2 separate regions of the Mus musculus genome follow, and region 1 is linked to region 2. The links are chromatin contacts, called in public ChIA-PET maps. All regions are on one chromosome and are shown on one strand. Each heading gives the region's core, a stretch centred on a gene start, on an enhancer-like site or on the middle of the called end of the contact. The rest is flanking DNA. Distances are from core to core; before and after follow the strand shown. Region 1 holds the start of Sh2d1a (SH2 domain containing 1A). Region 2 holds the start of Thoc2 (THO complex 2).

What was found. ChIA-PET counts read pairs in DNA pulled down with a chosen protein or histone mark.
Region 1: an RNA polymerase II ChIA-PET map of memory CD8 T cells shows a contact between it and region 2, with 18 read pairs. The contact joins the promoter of Sh2d1a here to the promoter of Thoc2 in region 2. A contact is called at or near these places in 1 of 39 promoter capture datasets (embryonic stem cells), 1 of 484 Hi-C or Micro-C datasets (CD4 T cells), 1 of 115 datasets of contacts at active chromatin or transcription factors (memory CD8 T cells) and 2 of 9 other capture datasets (adipose tissue and liver).

The regions. Positions count from the first base shown.
Region 1 is chrX:42,501,282-42,504,651 of GRCm38.p6, reverse strand. Sh2d1a (SH2 domain containing 1A) reads right to left here and starts at 2,087. Exons shown (of 4, transcript NM_011364.4): 1 at 1,793-2,087. The coding sequence starts at 1,929.
Region 2 is chrX:41,910,626-41,913,705 of GRCm38.p6, reverse strand. It overlaps Thoc2 (THO complex 2), which reads left to right and starts at 1,805. Exons shown (of 39, transcript NM_001033422.1): 1 at 1,805-1,905. The coding sequence starts at 1,835.

The DNA.
Region 1 (3,370 bases), core at 838-3,337, 590 kb before region 2:
CAAGTTAAAAATAACTAAGGATTGTCATTGGCTTCCCTAGCCCTTCTTAGGGTTCCACTTGGGAACATAAAGGTCCAAGCCCAGGGTTGGGCATCTAGCTTAATAAAAAAGCATTTTTCAGGCACATATAAAATTCTGGATCCTGTCCCCAACACTGAAAAATGATTTTTCCATATATTTACCTTGAAGCCTTTATGATAAATGTATTTAGCATGATCTTAAAAACTGACAAAAATAAGGCTTGGACATTTTTTTAAAAAAATCAATATACAATGACAATCCTCTCACACCAGCCTCAATTTAATCTTTATTTTCTGGCCCAGAGAGTACGTCAAATTTTTGCAGTGTATCATCATGTACAGAACTCACTACCAAGCATTTTTGTTTTGCTTTCATGTAGACTCTACTGTATTAGAGTGAGGTTTTACTGGGATATATGTATAAGCATACAGTATATATGTGTGTGTGTGTGTGTGTGTATATATATATATATGTGTGTGTGTATGTATGTGTGTATTATGTGTGTGTATATGTGTGTGTATATATATATATATATATGTATATATATATATATATATATCCTGCTTACAGTAGTGCTTGAACTGGGTCCTTCTGTAGACTGCCTCAAGGAGTACCGGAATAATTTGTCCAAAAAGAGACTAATAATAAACCAGACTTCCATTTGCTGAGCGTCAAGCCCAGTGTTCATTTGTCTTTTTTTTTTTTGTACATGGAGGTATTTAATCTTCATTGACCCTTAGAATATGAATCCCATTTAAAATCAATGGCTAAGAGATTGGTGTTGTGAGATAACAACCTTTTGAGTCTGACTACAGTAGGATTTGCTCAGGGAGGTTGTACAGAGCCAAGATGCAGCTGCACCTGGTTCAAAATGGAGTAAGAGGCTGAGACCAGTCTAGGCAAAGCTCAAAGTGGGATAATTACAATGATGTTTTCTCCCTCTCTCTGTTCTTTAAAACTATTCTCACTCCTATCATTTACGGGACACAGCACGTTTTAAAACTCATTATGCCTCTTATAAAACAAGGCAATTCAGCAGCACCAGAAAGGTGCCCCTACTCTTGCATACACATCCTCTTCAGCACTGTACTGCTTTAGTGTTGTTGGCTACTGTTTTTTAATAGGATCTTATACTATGTAGCCCTAGCTGGCATGGAACCGGCCCATGTAAAACCAGGCTAGTCACCTGAAACTCACACACATCTGTCTACCTCTGCCTTCCCTGGGCTGCATTCTGAAAGCAATGGATTCCATTTCCTGGCTAACCACTTCTTCAAGCATTTGCTAGATGCTTTTCTTTTAGGGTACCATTTTCAGTCACATTTGTAGAGAATGATAGAGAAAGACCTTCCTTTGCCTTACTTCATGGCCCAGAATACAAATAGTCCAACTTCCCGGGGCTCCACCATCATGGTGTCTACTTGGAATCAGAGCCGAAGTCCAGAGTATGGGTCTTTCTCAAAGTAAAGGTAAGTTCTAGGCCATGTTTTCCCATTCTGAAGGGTATTCAGTGAAGCTGCCACAAACGCACTGGTGAAATGCAGTTGATAAAATCCGCAGTGAGGGACGTACGTACAAGTACTGCCCACCACATCCCTGGGCTGAGCCCTGGGACCATACGTCAGAGCTGGAAGAGTACTCAGTTCCTGCTGCCTGTATTCCCTAGGTACCTCTGCCAAAAGCTGTCATCCCCTGCCACTCCTCCCAGCCCTCCCCTGAAAGGGCAGGCTACCCATGCTAACAACCTGCCACTACCACGAGATATACTCACAAAACACACAGGCAGTACACGCCAGGGACACTCTCGCTGTCTCGCAGCAGATAGCTTCCATCCAGCCCGGTAGCGAGTAAGAGCTTCTCCCCGGTCTCCCTGCTGATTTTGCCGTGGTACACAGTCACTGCATCCATGCCTAGCAAACTCTTTGATGGGCCCAGAAGAAGGATGGTAAAAAGGAAACTTTGCTGCTGCTGTTGCCGCTGCAGTGGCTTACTGGGCAGTATTGAGAGAGAGAGAGAGAGAGAGAGAGAGAGAGAGAGAGAGAGAGAGAGAGAGAGAGAGAGAGAGAAACACCCTAACAACAGGATGTTGTCTACCTGCCTTAAAACCTCTTCTCACACTTCAATTCAGGCCAGCTCAGCAGTTTAACAGCTTCAAACTTGTCATGGGTTTGATCATCTATTCTCCAACAAAGGTTTGTGGTGGGGGAGGGGGCACGCTGAAAAGGTGAACACTTGCAGTATTTGAGCTGTGCCAGCAACGCAAACAGAGCTTGCACAAAGATGAGAAACTTGCTAGTGCCTTTGTTCTTGTGTAGTTCCTGCAAACTTCGAAGCCATTGACAATGACTTGTCTTAACGAGTGAACAAAAGAATTGGTGATAGAAGTGAATGGGACGTGTTCATCATGAGGGGCAGAAGCAGACTGACAAAATAAAAGCATAAAAGCAGTCAAGCTACAAAACCACAGCAGAACATGGCTGCAAGGCTTCCACAGCATCACCAAGGGCTACTGAACTACAGACTTTGGGACTAGATGGTCCTGAAACAGCTTTCTTTTCTTCAATGCTGATGATGGAATTCGGGGCCTCGCAGATGAGGTCTTCTATCCCGAAGCCATATGCCAAATCCTTGAATACACTTAGGCCAAAACAAGTATTTTTACCTTAATGTTTTGTCCAAAATCCAAAACTATGAAAAAAATTGTCATCATATTAAAAAAAAAAAAGTGTAGATGGATCTAGCTAAGGAGCTTAAGAAGACTAAATTCTTTTGTTGGTACTTCTTTGTTTTTATTATTATTAAAATCACAATATAATCACAGCATTTCTCCCTTCCCTTTTCACCCTTGAAACCCTCCCATGAATCCCTCCCTGCTCTTCAACAACATTGCTATTGTATTATTGTATTATTGCATGCATATATGTATATACGTGTAATTCCTAAACACATCCAGTTGTGCCTGTATGGTGCTATTTGTATGTATGTTTTCAGGGATAGCCATTTGGTAGTAGACGACCAATTAGTGTGCTCTTCCCACGGGTGACCACTTCTTCTACTTCCGATTTTACTCAGCTGTCTGTAGTTCTTCCTGTAGAGCTGCTGGTTTGTGGGCTTTTTCTGTCCAGTTTGGTCTGTCCATTGGTGTCCTGTGTGAACTTCTATATACCCTTTGGCATATGGGGCTAGGCCAGAATCATTGTGGATATAAAATCCATTTTACATCATCGCACAGGTGTTGATAAATGTGTTGTAACTTCTATTCTCATACATAAATGCCTACCTACATCAATGTTAAAAACATCAGAGTTTAGCCTAACCAGGACTCTATTTAGAAATCAGTTATAATGAT
Region 2 (3,080 bases), core at 556-3,055:
TCCTCTGGAAGAGCAACCAATTCTTGTAACTGCTGAGTCATTGCTCCAGCCAAGTCTTGTTTCTTAAAACAGAATTGTATACATATTTCTGTAATAAGTAAGAACTCAGGAATATTGGAGGGGGGTGTGTTATGCACGTGGAGGTTTAGAAGTGACCCAACCATTGAGCTGTAAGGCCATATTAAAATAGGAGGCTTCACTTGTGTGTGAACCCAGAACATTGGGGGTTTGGGACGGGGTGGGTAGCAAGTGGTGCTGCTGCTACCACTGGGACGATTTGAGTAGAGTTATTTGGATTCAGTAACATGATACAATATTATTATTTAATTACAGATACCCCAATGAAGTCAATTGTGCCAGTAATGCCCTTTATAGCAAAAGAAAAATATGATTTTTGGAGGGGAGAAAATCCCTTGTATTTCTTGTTTCCATTAATCTTTTTAAAAAAGTCTGTATGTAATCATTTGGCAGGCTTGGAGCTTGCTATGTAGATAATACTGGCCTGTGACTCACAGAGATCCTTCTGCCTCTGCCTCCAGTCTTCAAAAATCTGGAAGAATTACTATCTTCTAAGAGCTTGGCAACTTTGAAAAGTACAGGGTAGTAATTTTGTAGATTCTCTCTCAATAATGGTTATGACTGCTGCCCTACAATATTGAATTAATATATAAAATTTGGGTATTAACAATTTTTAAAATTTGAGTAGTGTTTCTTCTAGCACTTCACAGGCATTTCACGGGCAGTCCCATGGTGTCCGTCTTTTCACTTGCTTGTCTACCTTGCATTAATTACATTCAGGCCAATGGGAAGTTGCTATGTTCCTGCCTCAGGTTCCCAAGTGTTGGAATTATATCTGTGGAACCCTGTGCCTGGTTCACTTGCTCTGTTTCTGAGATAATTTAGCTTTTTCCCCCCAGTAGTGAAGTACCAAAGCAGAGCCTGGTTCAAGGTAAGCAAGTGCTCTAGACCACAGCTACAGGGTTTTTTTTTTTTTTTTTTTTGTTTTTTTGTTTTTTTGTTTTTGGTTTTGGTTTTTCGAGACAGGGTTTCTCTGTGTAGCCCTGGCTGTCCTGGAACTCAAGCTGTAGACCAAGCTGGCCCGGAACTCAGAAATCTGCCTGCCTCTGCCTCCCCAGTGCTGGGATTAAAGGCGTGAGCCACCACTGAAGGTATAGCTCTAACCCTGGTGGAATTTATTTTCACCAACACAGGGAGATATCTTCCATATTTTCCTACAGTAACGTTTTCTCTTTGTAATAAGAAATATTTTTTGTAGAGAGATTATAACACCTTAAACATCGTTTCTCGGCATAGTAATACTCCCTAGTTTGACAGCTCAAGTAAGGAGTTAGGATTTGGCGGAGCATGCGGTTCCCAGCTTTTGTCCATTATGTGTGCCCTGTCCGTATTAATTTTCTATTTAGTCGTTAGTTGAGATATTTCTTATCTCATGTTCCTTTTTTTCCAGAAGCTCATGTCATGGCTTACAGTTCCAGCATCCACCAATGCCTAACAGACCGAGTGATTGAAAAATTACGAGTTTGAATTAGTGGCTTGGGGTAGAGATTACGGGAGATCATAAAGGCCACAGCGGCCTGGCGTTTTTGTTTTTTGTTTAATGTGTATATGTTCTAAAGGGAAGTAGGGGTGAGAGCTGTGGCACCCGCCACCTCTTTGTCGGCCTGGCCCAGGACTTCCGTTTGGTGGGGAAGTAGGTGGGGCGGGAAATCTAAACCCGAGTTCGCAGCTTCCGTCACTCCCCGTGGGCGGCGCTCCCCTTTGACCCCGCGCTCGGGAGCTACACATCCGGGCCACTGTTACTAGCGAGGGGAAGATGGCGGCCGCGGCTGTGGTGGTTCCCGCAGAGTGGATAAAGAACTGGGAGAAATCAGGGAGAGGCGAATTGTGAGTGTTTCTGACCGAGGGAAGGCGCCGGGCCGCCCTGAGGTCGGGGCGCTGGGCGCAGTCGGAAGTGGGGTACAGGGGCCGGGGGGCAGCGGCGCCCCCTCCCCCACCCGCACCCGGGCGGCGGATGAGGATGGTTGGTTGGTCCGGAGTTTCCACTTGGCTGAGGAGCGGAGCCGGGAGCCGCCACTATCGCCGCCGCCGCCGCTGAGCGTCTTGCCTTCCCTCCGACCTCCCCGAAAGCCCCGTGGTCCCCGGGAGCCCCGCTTCCTTTAGGTCTCTCCGCAGAACTTCCGTCTCGTCCCCTCAGGTCCCCCTGGGCTCCTGCCCTGTCGCTTTTTTGTCTGTCTGGCTCATCGTCTTAACTCAGCTCGCTGGGCTCGGCTCCTTTTCTCTCCGTGGCTTCGCAGCCGGAGCTGTGTGGGTCCGCCACTTGCCATGTCTCTCACTGTCCCGTTTTATCTTCTTATTTTTATTTGTCCCCCCCCCCCCCGGGATCTAAGACGACTCCCGCACTTTGGTTCCCGGCCTCTCCTGTGCCCGAAGTCTTAGGAGGGCGAACTGTCCCGAACTCTCTGCTCCTCGCCGCTGGTGGCAGAGGAGCCCGGGGCGTCGGGGACAGCCAGGCATGGCACCTCTGCTTTCTCAGGGAGCGGCAGCTTGCGCTGCCCTGGCCCTGCGGTACTCGGGAAAGTGTGGCAGGGATTGCCGCTTCTTTTTGCCAAGTCCCTGCCGGCGTGTCACCTCGCCGTGGTTTCGGGATGGGATTCAACTTTTCCTGGTAGAAGGTTTAGGGAACTCCATTTTGGCCTGGGACTGCAGCGAGTGCTCGCCCTCCTCGAGGCTTTTCTAGTACTTTAGGATGATCTCTGTGTCCTTTAAGTCATAAACTTACTTTGTACCGTCACCGGTAATTTCCTACAGTAGCGGCTTTCGCGCCTCCCAGTAGCCACCCCACCCCCGACTCCCCGTTTAAGTTGACAGAATTAATCACTGATTAAAAAAAAAAAAGTTGTAATTTCTTCTTCTGAGTCGCTCTGGAAGCTTAGCAGTCAATCCTATGTGAGATTAACTCTCTTTAGCTGCTTGAGTTGTCTCCCTCCACACTCCCACACTCATCCAGTATCAGGTTCCCAGTTGCTCACGGGAAGATAGGAATCTTTAAAACTTTGTTA